2 separate regions of the Callithrix jacchus genome follow, and region 2 is linked to region 1. Evidence: chromatin contacts called from public Hi-C data. All regions are on one chromosome and are shown on one strand. Each heading gives the region's core, a stretch centred on a gene start, on an enhancer-like site or on the middle of the called end of the contact. The rest is flanking DNA. Distances are from core to core; before and after follow the strand shown.

Region 1 (7,528 bases), core at 2,134-4,633:
GCAACAATGAAGATTGTCACATTGGATTATTCAAATGTGGTTAGCAGGAAGAATTTATAGCATGATTAATGATGGTTAGGAGAGGAAGGGAAAGGAATTTGTCAGTCGATGTGTCAATTTCTCATTTAAACAACTGGATAATAGTGTTGCTATTTAAAGAGAGAGGGGACACTGAAAGAAGACCAGTTCTGGGGAAGAATGTTACACATCAGTCGGGACATGTTGAGTTTATGATGTGTGTAACGCACGTACAGATGATGAATAGGCTATTGTATGTCAGGTCCAAACTTGGAAGAGAAGTCTGCACATTCAGGAAACTGTCTTTTCATTGTGTCACATGTGCTGCAGGTATTGTCCCAGTTCCTCTTTTGATTTTCTTGTTTCTTTATTTTTATTTTGAGAGGGAGTCTCGCTCTGACTCCAAGGCTGGAGTGCAGTGGCACGATCTGGGCTCATCGCAGCTTCCACTTCCTGAGTTCAAGTGATTGATTCTCCTGCCTCAGCCTCCCAAGTTGCTACGATTACAGACATGCACCACCACACCCAGCTAATTTTCGTATTTTTAGTAGAGACGGTGTTTCACCATGTTGGCCATGCTGGTCTTGAACTCCTGACCTCTGGTGATCAGCCCACCTCGGCCTCCCAGAGTGCTAGGATTACAGGCGTGAGCCACTGCCCCTGGCCCTGCCTTGCTTTATTATGTTTCTAATCATACAGACATTTTACTTTATATGGTGTGGTATAATTTGTCGATATTTTTCTTAGGGGCTTCCAGGTTTTATGTCATGCTTAGAAAGGTGTTTCATACTCTCACATTATAAAAATATTAATCCACACTTTTAAAAGTAACTTTGTGGTTTTTTTAAACATCTAAATCTTTGATGTATATGTATTTATATAACAGACCAACCTCTTGTGTATAACAACCACAAATGCAGGACAACGTAAAGAAACCAGTACCTGGGCACTGGCGAACAAAGAAAACCAGGCCGACTCTAGAGGAGAATGTACACTGGAAGGAGGAAAGGGCATTGGGCGATTTTACCACTTTTATGGGTCCTGGACTAAGGGCAGGCCACACTCATTGCCAGGTAGTATGGTGAAAACTCAGATAGAAAATCAATGTTTTTACCAGCTTAAAGAACCAGAGGTCACCATTTAAGAAAACCACAGGAACTGGGAAATGAGGACACATATCTTGGAACAGAGATTCACAGAGACAAAACACTCTACATGCTGTGTACAAACTCTGCCCACACCATGTAGATGACTCCTGACCTACAAATGCATTGTTCAGACTATGCAACCCAGCCAAGGTTAAATGACTTTATAGGAGATTTGTGCTGCTGTCCACTGCTGAAATGACAGAGTTGAGAGTTTCTTGCTTTAACAAAACATGAATAAATAAATAAAATAATTTACAAGAATTTAAAGACTTCAGAATCTCTAAATATAAGATTTACAAGTTACAAGTTCCAGTATAAAATCCAAAATTACTAGCCATGTGAAGCAACTGAAAAATATGAAGAATCCTGAAGAGGAAATCAATACAGAACTACCCAGAGGTGATCCAGATACTTAGCAGTGTTTTTATTTTTATTTTTATTTTGAGATGGAGTCTCACTCTGACACCCAAGCTGGAGTGCAGTGGCACAATCTGGCCTCTCTGTAGCCTCCGCTTCCCAAGTTCACGTGATTCTCCTGCCTCAGCCTCTTGAGTAACTGGGATTACAGGCACACACCACATACCCAGCTAATTTTTGTATTTTTGCATTTTCAGTAGAGATGGGTTGCCCTTCCTGAGGAATATCTTTGTGGTAGTCTCTGTATTTCCTGGTGAATCTGACTTGAATGTTGGCCTGCCTTGCTAGGTTGGGGAAGTTCCCCTGGATAATATCCTGAAGAGTATTTTCCAGCTTGGATTCATTCTCTCTGTCACATTCAGGTACACTGATCAAATGTAGATTAGGTCTTTTCATAAAATCCCATATTCTTGGATGCTCTGTTCATTTCTTTTCACTCTTTTTCCTCTAATCTTGCTTCTTGACTTAATTTGATGATTAAGTCTTTAATCCATCTGGAGTTAACTTTAGCATAAGGTGTCAGGAATGGGTCCAGTTTCTGCCTTATGCACATGGCTAGTCAGCTTTCCCAACACCATTTATTAAACAGGGAATCCTTTCCCCATTGTTTGTTTTTGTCCTGTTTGTCAAAGATCAAATGGTTGTAGATGTGTGGCATTACCTCTGAGGACTCTGTTCTGTTCCATTGGTCTACATCTCTGTTTTGGTCCCAGTTCCATGCTGTTTGAATTACTGTAGCCTTGTAGTATAGTTTGAAGAGGAACTTTCTATATCTAACAGAGCCCTCACCAACTTTACCTCACTTACAGTACCAGAACCACAGTATCCCCTTGGCAAACTCCTGTGTTCCTTTAGCAACATGCAGGCCAAGGAAAACTCCATCACCATCTAGCCTGTGTAGTTTAATTACACATAATGATGACAGTTCTTCTGTGACATGGAAAGAAGTTGTATTTTCTGAAGAAAATACATGAGGACCCTAGATGGTGGAGGAGTGAGCAGGGTCTGCAACAGGAAGATCAGGATATGAGCAGATAGAGTTCAGAAACAAGGGACAACCATATGAAGCCCTAAATGCAAGGACTTTGTCTCTCCCTTGTGTGGTAGAAGAGAAAGAATCAGATAAAGTCATTACAACTCTTAGGTTCTTCTATTTTGCAATGATTGAGAATACTTATTTAATTCTTCTATAAAAATAAGTGCTTAAATTGCCATTATAGTTAAATGTTTATTTAATCTGGAAACATGGAGTGGTGCTCCTTAGAAAGGCTGCCAGGCCAAATTAGTGCTGAGAGGGCATGTTGTATCCACAGTGGCCCTCTATGGTCTAATCAGGAGACAGAAAATACACGTGTTATTTGATAGAGAGAACTTAATATAAACAATAGTTATATAGCTTTTAAGGTGTTAACTATGAAATGGTAAAAAGAGAACTCTAACAAATCATGGAAAAAGCAATTCAGAAAACAAGTATCATCCCCAAGCCTGAGAGATCAAAAAGAACAAAGAAAAAAACTTATTAATAGAAACAGAGAAGGGCACTGTAGTCCTGAAACTCCAGCATCTCAGGAGCAGACACCAGGTAGCAGATGCTCGTGTTGGTGGTGGTGGTTGGGTGGCTGGTGGTGGTGGTCATAAGGCAGGTTCTTCAAGGAATGAAAAAAGTGCAACCTGGATTCTGCTGCTGCTACAGGAAAAAAAAAAAAAATGCTACAGGGGTGGAAAAAAAAAAGTACAGGAGGATTAGTTTTTAATAGAACCACAAGAAGACAGGAAGCCATAAAGCAGCAAACCGGAAATAGCAGTCCCTTCTTTCTCTCCAGCGTTGCTGCCCTCCTCTCACGCCCCCTGCTGGAAGACGCTACCACAGAACAGCGTGGGGAAGCAAAAATGAGATTTGGTAGCGTCCTCGCCACACTATCACAAGGAGAGTAGGGTGGAGCTAAGAGACGACATCTGGCAAAAGGATTTACAAGAGGGCAAGAGAAAATATGTCTAAAGGTGTGCCACTGGTGACGGATCTAAAGGAAAACGGTAAATTTTAATGAACACGCCTTCCTTGCCTCCCACACACTTGGCTGATCAGCTGTCTTTCCTGTTGGTACCACCATTTACCGAGGCACTATTGGAGAATAATTCTTGAATCTTTTATTTTCATACCTTGTGTTCAATCAATCAGCAACTTGTGTCAGTTCTGCCACAAGTCACTTCTACACACACAGTCACCAACCCAATTTAAGTGTACCTCATTTTTCACATGGTCTAAAGCAACACCCTTCTAAATGATATTTCTGTCTCTAGTTTCATCTCCTTTTAGTGAATCTCGACCCTAGCAGCACGATAGTATCATCTGAGAAACTTTTTAAACTATCTCATTTCCAAGGACCCTGATTTAATTAGTTTGAACTGAGGTCTAGGGATCAGCACTTTAAAAGCTCCCTAGGAAGTTCTAAAGTGCAGCTAGCTTGACAGCTATTTTTTTAGTCTGTCCTCAATATTAGTGTCAAATTATTTTATTATTATTTTATGGTGTGAAAATCCAGTAACCTTGGTTCATTACCCAGAATTCCTCAATAATTATCCATGTAAACAGACAACGTAGATAAACGACAGGCCTACGGTTCTTCTTGGTCAGTTTTCCACATACCTCTCCACCTCTGTCTGCTTAATTCTCCTCCCAGACACTGTCAGTGAACTGGAAGCATTTAACTTTCCTTTTCCAACAGCACTGAGCTACTTGCAATTTCCTGAACAAAAGATACTGTCACCTATTCATACATATGCATATTTTATTCTCTCCCAGGAAAAGAACCTCTCTCAAACGACAGCAAGCTTGAAACACTTTTAAAAAACACATAATGTACTCTTAATGTTCTTAAAGCAGTATTCAAAACTAAATCCTTTCTGTGGTATCAATTATATGAAAAGAATGTGACTGTATAGAAAAAAGGGTGCAGGAAATTTATTAAAATGTTCATTGTAATTGTCTCTAGGTGGTGGAGTTACAGATTTTGTTTCCTTCTCTATACTTTCCTATAGTTTAGAAATACATGATATATAAAAATACATTTTTTCCACAATGGCATATATTACACCTCTAAATGGAAAGAATACGTAACATTAAGAAAATCATTTACATATTTAAAAAGTCACCACATATACCTCTATATCTTATTCGATTCTTGAATTAACATAGAAGTGTTTGGTTAATAAAATAGGATAGTGGGCCTAGGCAGCAGGGTGGCCTCAGGCCAGGAGATCAGCCCAGGCAAGAGTGAGATCCAGTCTCTACAGAAATTTTTTAAAAAGTCGTCAGGTGCTGTGGCACTTACCTGTAGTAACAGCTGCTTGGGAGGCTAAGGTGTAAAAAAAGACTGGCCAGGAAGTCAAGGCTGCAGTGAGATATGCTCTTTCCAGTGCATTCCAGCCTGGGCGACAGAACGAGATCCTGCCTCTAAAATACAAATAATAGTAATATTAACATTTATTTGCTTAAACAAGTTTTTATTCCTGTCCTACACAGAAATGCATTTTTCCTTCAGCCACCAGATGGCAGTCTCCTCCCATATATTGTCCCATTTACAGCTTGCTGAAGCACATTTTTAGGGATTGTGCATCATTTACATAAATACTTTTGATTTTCAACTAACAAGTTATATTATTTATGTTTACAGCATATTTCAATACACATTAAGAAAATTATGAGATTTAATTATTTAAAATTTAAATCGATTTTCTCATAAACATCTCATGTTTATTGGTATCATCTCAAGTAATTCTATCCCAATCAACTCACCACGCAGAAGGTAGTAAGAATTCCCTTCTCTTTTGAATTTCGTTTTGCTTTTATTCTTGATTTAGCCTTTTGGACTTGCAGATGATGCCCGCAGACATTCTTCAGTTTAACTGGTGGTGTTGAAGGATGAACAGACTGCCATCCTCCTTCCATGTATGCCAGCTGACTCCACAATGGCAGAGACCTAAGAATTGGCATTCATAGTTGGGGGAGGGGGTCAAAGTGAACCAAGCTTCCCAAGCTCAGAGCTGGTAGGAGAAGGGATATTCCTGTGGGGAATGTCCTGGTGGCACATATTCTAAATGATTCTAAAATCTTGCCTGCAATAATGCATTCAGGAATATTAATGAAGATTCCTAAGAGTTTGGAGGATAATGGCTTGTCTAGCAATATATATATTTTAAATGGCCATTTTCCACTATATATAAGGTATTATTGGTATCAAATAAATCTCAAATTCTCTCCAGAGTTTTTTTCCTTTTTTCTATTCCTTTCTTTCCAAAGTCTGATTGCTGGTCAAAAATGATTCTTCTTTGAGTTTCACTTTCGTCAGATGATGACACATCTGCCTGGTATTACATTTCCAATTTGCAATACACAGTACTCAGGGAACTGGTCAAATTTGGTACACTCGGAACTGTTTTTCTGGTGGATCAGCCAAGTCTTTCCTTTTGAACACGTGAGGTGCATTTATAATGTCTAAATTTTAGGACTGAACATTACATTCAAGGGTGATTACTACACATTAGAGAAGACTCTGTAAGCACGTAGTAAGTTTTCATAATTGTCTTCTGATTACAGAATACACGCTCTTTATAAATCTTTTGCAATACACTGAAAGCTCAAGGGAGAAAAGTTGAAATTGTTCGTAATTTCCCAACACAGCAAAAGTGCCTGATAAGTGGCTATGAAATCAATTATAAGGATTTGTGTCTAAAAACATCAATACTTCTGCATTCTTATCATTTTCCATAGTAAAACGTTAATATTTGGAGTTTTTTGCAATTGTGAATGATTTTAAAGTTAGTAACAGAAAGTTCTCTGTGGTTTGGTCTTTAAGCTAGATATCAACCTACACTTTAAAACAATTTTTATTCACGTTTTCTTTTCTCGTGTTTGTTTAGGGTTAAATATTTTTCTTAACTTCTGTTAACACCTCTGGTCATGAACATGCAGCTGTCTGACTGATCGATCTTCCTTGAGATAACGGAAAGTCTGAGTGCTATTCTTGCTATTGCACACATTTCTGTGGGACCTCAGCAAGTTAATTATCTTCTTTGTGTGCTTAATCCTCTTAGAGCACAGCCCTCGTCACTTCTGTATGCTATGCCATTCTATGAGGATGAATGTTTCTCTTTATCCTCTGTATATAGAAATGGAAAAAACAGAGTTAAGTACAAGAACAAGAAGCCCAAGTGTTTGTATCAAGCTAAGAAACGGGCTCAATATCTGCAGAATTCAATGTCTGCTTCAGTCTTTTCGTAGGTTTTAGAGCACAATTTTAATTTAGAAAGGATTGGAAGTTAATATTCAAATGGTTTTCTTTTTAATTATTTTCCTAATCTACTCAAACAAACAAACTTAAAAATAATATCATCTCTGTCATTAATTGCTACTTGGTGTGGGAATAACATGTTTCAAAGTAACAAATAAAACTACAGATTTCTTTTTAGAACATTTCCTATTAATTCGTTATGAGAACATTTGTGGAGCACTGACATTGATGAATAAAATGCCGCATTGACTTGGAGTCTAGTGAACAAGTCAGAGAAATAGACAATTATACTGTACTGAAAAATTATTTATTGAGTGCTACTGTTTCAGGTAATGTTTTGGAGACTGCAGATAGAGCAGTGAACAACACATATCAAAATTTCCACTCCCGTGGAGCTGACATTTTAGAGAAGGCAGACAGACAGTAAATAAACAATCACATAATACCTACGGGGTGGCACGTGGCGATGGAAGCTGCAGAGAAAAATAACAGGCTATAGGAAGAAGGAAGCCAGACCGGAGATTCCCGGGCAGAAGAGCACCATCAGTCTTATCGCTGCTGTTTTGGCCGGTGCAGTGGGTTGCTCAGATTCCAGCGCTGGGAATCAATAAATTGGATGTCCACCCAGAAACCTAATTAGAAAGGCAGTAATTG
Region 2 (7,528 bases), core at 3,117-5,616, 290 kb after region 1:
CATTTTCTTGTTTTTTTTTGAGATGGAGTTTCACTCTTGTTACCCAGGCTGGAGTGCAATGGCACGATCTCGGCTCACTGCAACTTCCGCCTCCTGGGTTCAGGCAATTCTCCTGCCTCAGCCTCCTGAGTAGCTGGGATTACAGGCACGCGCCACTGTGCCCAGCTAATTTTTTGTATTTTTAGTAGAGACGGGGTTTCACCATGTTGACCAGGATGGTCTTGATCTCTTGACCTCATGATCCACCCGCCTCGGCCTCCCAATTGTTTTTAGGTTTATTTATATTGTGCCGAGCTGTGACCAGCTTTCTATAGTTTGACCTACTATTTGTCCATGTTGTAACTACTCAGAATCCTTGATGGGGCAGGATAATATCACACACTAAGAGCACGATCGTCATAGATTCGCAGGCCTGGGTTTGAATACTGTCTCCTCCGTGTTCTACTTGCAGGCAGTTGTGTGAATCCCTTACCATCTTTACCTTTCTTTACATTTTTCATTTAAAAATGGGAATAATGGCCGGGCGCGGTGGCTCAAGCCTGTAATCCCAGCACTTTGGGAGGCCGAGGCGGGTGAATCACGAGGTCAAGAGATCAAGACCATCCTGATCAACAAGGTGAAACCCCATCTCTACTAAAAATATAAAAATTAGCTGGGCATGGTGGCACGTGCCTGTAATCCCAGCTACTCAGGAGGCTGAGGCAGGAGAATTGCTTGAACCCAGAAGGCGGAGGTTGCAGTGAGCCGAGATTGTGTCATTGCACTTCAGTCTGGGTGACAATAGTGAAACTCTGTCTCAAAAAAAAAAAAAAATGGGAATAATAACATCTATCTTATAGGGTGTAGACATGAGATAGCCATAATAAATATTGTGTATGGTAAGATATCAATTAATCATAGTTTAAAATATCAGAATTCATTATTTAATTTTCAATTACATCTGATCAGGGGCTTATGGAATGGTGAACTATTCCCCTTATAAAACCAGCCTCTAATTTTTAATAGAGAACACAGCTGAGGACGTTACCTGCAGTGAATGATCATGGGACCTTTGCTCTTGGTAGCTTGCTGTCGGACCATGTGTACAAACTGCAGGATACTCTCTGCAGCATTTGCTGTGGGCACACCGTGATCAGGCCATGCGGTGTAGTTGAAATGCATCACATCCTGCATCTCGTCAGCCTTTAGGGAAAAGAGTCAAAACCAAGCTTTAACTTTTCAGTTCACTGTTAGGATGGCCCAGGACTCCACTGGGGATCCCAGGTTAGTCACGCAAGAAGGTAGAGCCATGCTCCACTCCCAGTCAGGACACCTTCCTTTCCGGCTTTGAGCACCATATCTTTGAGCACCGTAAAACAGGTACTGAAAAAAAAAACCACACGAATTGTACAAAGCTTCAGAGAGTAGGATAAGTAGGCTAATCTGTACCTGCGTAATTAAGGACAAAAGCGTAAGCAGATTAGGATTTGCATCTTGGCTCCGTCATTTAGAAGCTGCGTCAGCTTTGGCTAATGAATTAAACACTGTAGAAAGTGCTGTTGGTGCCCTTTGGATACCCTCTGCCATCCTGGGGCACACTTTTCCCCGTTGCTGATAACAGCATAGCAGTACCCTTCTTTTGATAGTTGCCTTCTACTGCATGGAGCTGCCTCGATGGAAAATGCCTAAGAGGTTGCTTTCTCCTGCTGAGGGCAGCCCACAGCTAATGATTGACTAACCGTGGGGTGCAAAAATCCAGCCTCTTTCAGAGTGAGACAATGCCATGGTGCTGTTCATGCCCCAGCACTGTCTGTGGGATCCAGCACAGGGGAGACTTCAGCTGAATGCTCTGAGTGGCTTCTTCTCTGTCAGTCTGCTTCCCTTGCTCCCTGTGGGGCTTCCCCAAGAATGCACTTCCACAAAATCACTCATATGAGAACCCTTGTCTCGGGCTTTGATACTAGAAGACCTGACTCACTGAACTTCAGTTTTCTCATATCCAAAAATGGCCCAATGACACTTACAACAGGAGTTGTGTGGATTAAGTGTAATCACATTTGTGATTATCATTACCTACTAGTACCTCATTACTATCACTCACTGTCATCCAGCTCTGTGCATTGTATGGCTGGTTCTGGGAATCCAAGCAAGTGAGTATAGCTTGTGTATTAATCCTATTCCTGTTGTCCCATGCATCAAATATATTGCTGGTCCCTTTGAACGGACTACATATTAACTAAAATGTGGATCTTTCCAGATCAACTATTTTTAGTCCCAACGAATTTGTAAGCATGATGTATTCTCCATGTGTCAGCAACTGTCAGAAATATCCCAAACCCAGGCTTCATAAAGGTCTGATTCATCTCTCATTCCTCAAATTCGCAAAGAGCCTAGAATTCACTCAGAGAATGGAATATATATCATAATTGGGAAGGAGGGAAACTTGGCCTCGCTGTCAGTTTTGAGTTAAAGTTTAAGTTCAGGTATTAAAAGAGAAATGAATTTCGAAGAGTCAGTGGTCTTGGGCAGAAAATCAATGTATAAAGACAATACGTAAATAAAATGTACAAAGAAATATATAAGATCTGCTTAAATATACATGAGTTGTCACCTCCCCTCCACCCGTTGTACCCTTGGCACCTAATGTATCCCCAGCAGTGTGCAGCACCTCCCCTGCTATGTTCAAGGGCTCTGGCTGAGACACAGAGAGCATGAAGTCTACAAAGATACTGGCTACCCTCAGTGCTGCCTTCAGGAAGTATGTTGAGAAAGTATCTTGGGCATAGTGAATTGCACAGGATAATTTACTTATTCAACATCATGAGGATTTGAGAATACCCAGCCACCAGATAACTTTGGTTGCCAGGAAAGTTCAGGAGAATGCTCGTCCTGTTCAAATGCCGATCATAATTTGTATAACTTGTGTACATTGTAGCCAATATATATATGTGTGTGTGTTTATGTGTATATATACGTGTGTGTATGTATATATATATGTGTGTGGGTGTATATATGTGTGAGTGTGCATGTATATATATGTGTGTGGGTGTATATATATGTGAGTTTGTATGTATATATGTGTGTATATATGTGTATGTGTATACATGTGTGTATAGTGTGTGTATGTGTGTATGTATGTATGTGCATGAGTGTGCACATGTGTATGTGTGTATGTGTATTTATATATGTGTATATATATGTGTGTATGCATATATATGTGTATATGTGTGTATATATATATGTGTGTGTGCGTGTATGTATGTGTGTGTATGTGTGTATATATGTGTGTATATATATGTGTATGTGTATATATTTGTGTGTGTGTATATATGTGTGTGTATATATATGTATATGTGTATATATATGTATATGTGTATATATTTGTGTGTGTATATATGTGTGTGTATGTATATGTGTGTGTGCGTGTATGTATGTGTGTGTATGTGTGTATATATGTGTGTATATATATGTGTATGTGTATATATTTGTGTGTGTGTATATATATGTGTGCATGTGTGTATGTATGTGTGTGTATATATGTGTGTGTATATATATGTGTATGTGTATATATTTGTGTGTGTGTATATATGTGTGTGTATATATATGTGTATGTGTATATATTTGTGTGTGTATATATGTGTGTGTATATATGTGTGTGTATATATATGTGTATGTGTATATATTTGTGTGTGTGTATATATGTGTGTATATATATGTGTATGTGTATATATTTGTGTGTGTGTATATATGTGTGTATATATGTGTGTGTATATATATATGTGTATGTGTATATATTTGTGTGTGTGTATATATGTGTGTATATATATGTGTGTATATATATGTGTGTGTGTATATATGTGTATGTGTATATATTTGTGTGTGTATATATGTGTGTGTATATATGTGTGTGTGTGTATATATATGTGTATGTGTATATATTTGTGTGTGTATATATGTGTGTGTATATATGTGTGTGTATATATATGTGTGTGTGTGTATATATGTGTATGTGTATATATTTGTGTGTGTGTATATATGTGTGTGTATATATATATGTGTGTGTATATATATGTGTGTGTGTGTGTGTATATATATTTTTTTAGCCGAAATACATTTTCACTTCAACCATTTACATTTTCACTTTCAACCTTGAAGTGAAAATGTATTTGGCTAAAAACTGCAAGGTGATTTAAAATCAGGAAATTATTAAATTTTAGTTAGTTGCTCCGCAGCTACAAGGCAGGGGTCCTGGAACCGCGGTCAGCCTGTGAGCTGAATAGCAAGGCATGAGTTTCCTGGCAACAAAAATGTTTTTGATGATCTTTACTCTCCAGCTCTCACACAGGCCATGCCAAGTTTCAAGTAGTAGAAAGTGACAAGTTGTGTGTTATGGTCATTTTTCTCCTTTCCTGTTAAATGAGAAAACTTTTCTGGTTTTCTCTTACTTAGCTAATCCCAAATTTCTCTTACCTTGATTTCCTTATTTATGTAATTTTATCCTTTTTGTAATTGGAAAGCTTCTGCATATCAATATGGAATGGATAAAGAAGGGTATAAACAAAAAACGAAACTAACTGTAAAACGTGTTTATTAGCACAGCACAGTGCTTTTCGGGCAACTGAGCTTTCATTTTAGGAACTTAACATTTAGCTTCGGTATCCTTACGGCCAAAAGGGGGCACTCTGGTACCAGATGCTTGTAACAGATGAATGCCTTCCAAGCAAACACTGCGGTTCAATGTTTTATTCCTAGTTTTCAAATCCTTCACATGATTGTCATCGAAAGATAGGTCGTCATTTAAGACCAAGGACAAGAAGCATAGTACTGACCATGCAATAATCTGTGTGACTCCTCCTTGCCAACAGAATCGGCAGTGGAACAGACCCTATTTTGTGCTCTGAAATGTTCTCTCCTACATGCAAACCTAGGGACAGATTTGTACTGTATTTGTTTAGCAATTTGTGCTGGCTTCTCCATGGAAATAGCTAAGAACGAAAGCAGAGTTCAAACGGCATTCGGGTTGACAAATATTTTCTCTGATGGAAAGTCTGTTGATGCTTTACGAGTGCCTTATTATTTTTGAAATAACTCGTTCATTTACTGATTTATTCATTCCACAAGGATAGAGCAGTTGCTTCTGAAACTCACAGTGTATCGGGGAGGCAGAAACGAGGAGTGAGAATTGTCACTGCTACGATGTGCTGTGATAGAGCAGTTTACTGAGTTTCTGCCCCAGCAAAGGAAAGTGTTAATGGTGTCCAAGCCCAGAGAAGATGCCACAAAACAGGTGACACTTAAGCTGAAACTCTGCATTTGAGCAGAAACGCGTGCTTAATGTGGAAGCAAGGTGAATTTCAAATGACTGAAACGACATGAAACACAGTCTGTTAGAGCCGGACAGGGATTTGCCTAAATTCTCCTGGTGGCAAAAGACATTGTTAACTGCCAGTTAAGAAGTGATTTATTGCCTGGGCGCAGGGGTTCACACCTGTAATCCTAGCACTTTGGGAGGCAGGAGGATCACGAGGTCAGGAGTTCCAGACCAGCCTGGCCAACACGGCTAAAGCCTGTCTCTACTAAAAATACAAAAATTAGCCGGGCGTGGTGGTAGGCGCCTAGAATCCTAGCTACCTGGGAGGCTGAGGCAAGAGAATTGCTTCAACCCAGGAGGCAGAGGTTGCAGTGAACTGAGATTGCACCACTGCACTCCAGCCTGGGCAAAAGAGCAAGACTCCATCTCCAAAAAAAAAAAAAAAAAAAGAATTGATTTATCTCTCGTACATATGAATAAATAGATAGTATCAGGTTCTTACGTTGTACTGATATGGGCAATCTTTGTTTCCCTGGTGTGTTTTGAGGGTCAGCAAACATTTTCTGCAAAGGGACAGTTAGCAAGTATTGTAGTTTTTTTGCAAATCATGTCGTTTTGATTGCAACTACTCAAGCTTGATGTAGCACAAAAGCAGTCAGAGATTATTTGCAAGCAAATGCAGCCTGTGTTCTAATAAAATATTATATATGGACATTGAAATTTGAATTTCACAGAATTTACATAGGGTATTTCATATAAATAGTACGAAATAGTGTGTACTATAGACATACAGTATTTCATATTATTTTCATATGGTATTTCATACTATTTTTCTTGTTTTTTTTTTTTTTTTTTTTTTTTTTTTTTTTTTTTGAGACAGAGTCTTGCTCTCGTTGCCCAGGCTGAAGTGTAGTGGCACAATCTTGGCTCACTGCAACTGCTACCCACTGGGCTCAAGTGATTCTCCCACCTCAGCCTCTCGAGTAGCTGGGACTACAGGTGTGTGCCACCAAGCCAGCTAATTTTTCTATTTTTAGTACGATGGGGTCTCCCTGTATTGCTTAGGCTGATCTTGAAATCCTGGGCTAAAGTAATCCGTTTGCCTCAGCCTCTCAAAGTGCTGGATTCCAGGTGTGAACCACGGTGCTCAGTCGATTTTTTCAGCCATTAAAAAATGTCAAAACCATTCTTAGCTCCTGGACTTTAGACAACAGGCAGTAGGTAAAGTTGGTCAATAGGTTGCAATTTCTTATCTCCTTAACTATTAGGATTGTTTCTAAGCAAGGAAGAACATGTCAATGAGAATTTTCCTATTCAATTTTGTCTTCATAGGGAGCACGTTCAAGTGGAGAAGACTATTAAGAGTAAAAACTCCTCTATATTCTATAGGCTGAAGTCAATGGCTTGACTTTGGTTGATGTTAGCCTGGCACAGAAATATTGAGCATTTGCTCAGAGACTTGTCAGCAGAAAGGTGACAGGCCTTGTGAGAAAAACAGACTTTTCTGGACATGTTATCAATCAGAAATCAATAGCCATTCAAGAGAAATAGGGAATTATGATTAATAAGACCTAGAAGTACCTTCCAAATAATGAAAACCAAACCAGAACAAAATAAGAAAAAAAAAAAAACAAACAAAACCCAAACTACTAAATCATGGTTTAATCATTTAATTTAAAATGTAAGTACGCCTTATAGACCCTAATTATACTCATATATGATTAGCATAAGTAACGAGAACACTTCTGTCCTCAATGATGCCTGATAGGCAATGATTAATAGTCTTCTATGCTCCTGAGCTAATTCGAGATGAACTAGTGCACTTCTTACTCTATCCTCTCAGGCTCTCCAGACTAACCAGATCATCCACACCATCACTGATGAAATGGGAAACAATGACACTGAGAGTTGATTTTTCCTTCTGAAGAGAGCAGCATTGCCAAGGCCAAAGTGCTCCTTGGCTGGGGCTCCCAGCACCTGCCGGGCAGTGGTGTCGGTGTCAGTATACGGACAGCACCGCTCTCTGCCTGGTGACTTACATAGTTGATCCGGAAGTGTCTACAGGCCCAGTCGTCCCGCTCTTCCTCTGAAATCATCTCCACGGTGATGTCTCCGTAAGCTATAGGTTCTTCTGTGAATGGCCAGTAATGGTCACATTTCACCTGGAGCAAGGGCAAAGCATTTTTTGTTTTTTAAACAGACTAGGGAAGAAATTAAGTCTGAGCTCACTTAGGGAAC

What was found. Hi-C and Micro-C count contacts between places; a contact is called where the count stands out from the background.
Region 2: a contact with region 1 is called in a Hi-C map of induced pluripotent stem cells, with 4 times the contacts expected there. The contact joins the enhancer-like site here to the promoter of EPS8 in region 1. A contact is called at or near these places in 3 of 3 Hi-C or Micro-C datasets (induced pluripotent stem cells and skeletal muscle).

Annotation. Positions count from the first base shown.
Region 1 is chr9:7,440,037-7,447,564 of calJac240_pri, forward strand. It overlaps EPS8 (EGFR pathway substrate 8, signaling adaptor), which reads left to right and starts at 3,384. Exons shown (of 22, transcript XM_035255264.3): 1 at 3,384-3,617.
Region 2 is chr9:7,725,500-7,733,027 of calJac240_pri, forward strand. It overlaps PTPRO (protein tyrosine phosphatase receptor type O), which reads right to left. Exons shown (of 27, transcript XM_035255268.3): 23 at 7,330-7,452; 24 at 1,028-1,182. Among named protein-coding and RNA genes, the nearest start is that of PTPRO, 270 kb to the right of the region's middle. Within about 2 kb of position 4,367, at least 6 of the 16 cell types and tissues checked have an H3K27ac peak or open chromatin away from gene starts, as enhancers often do.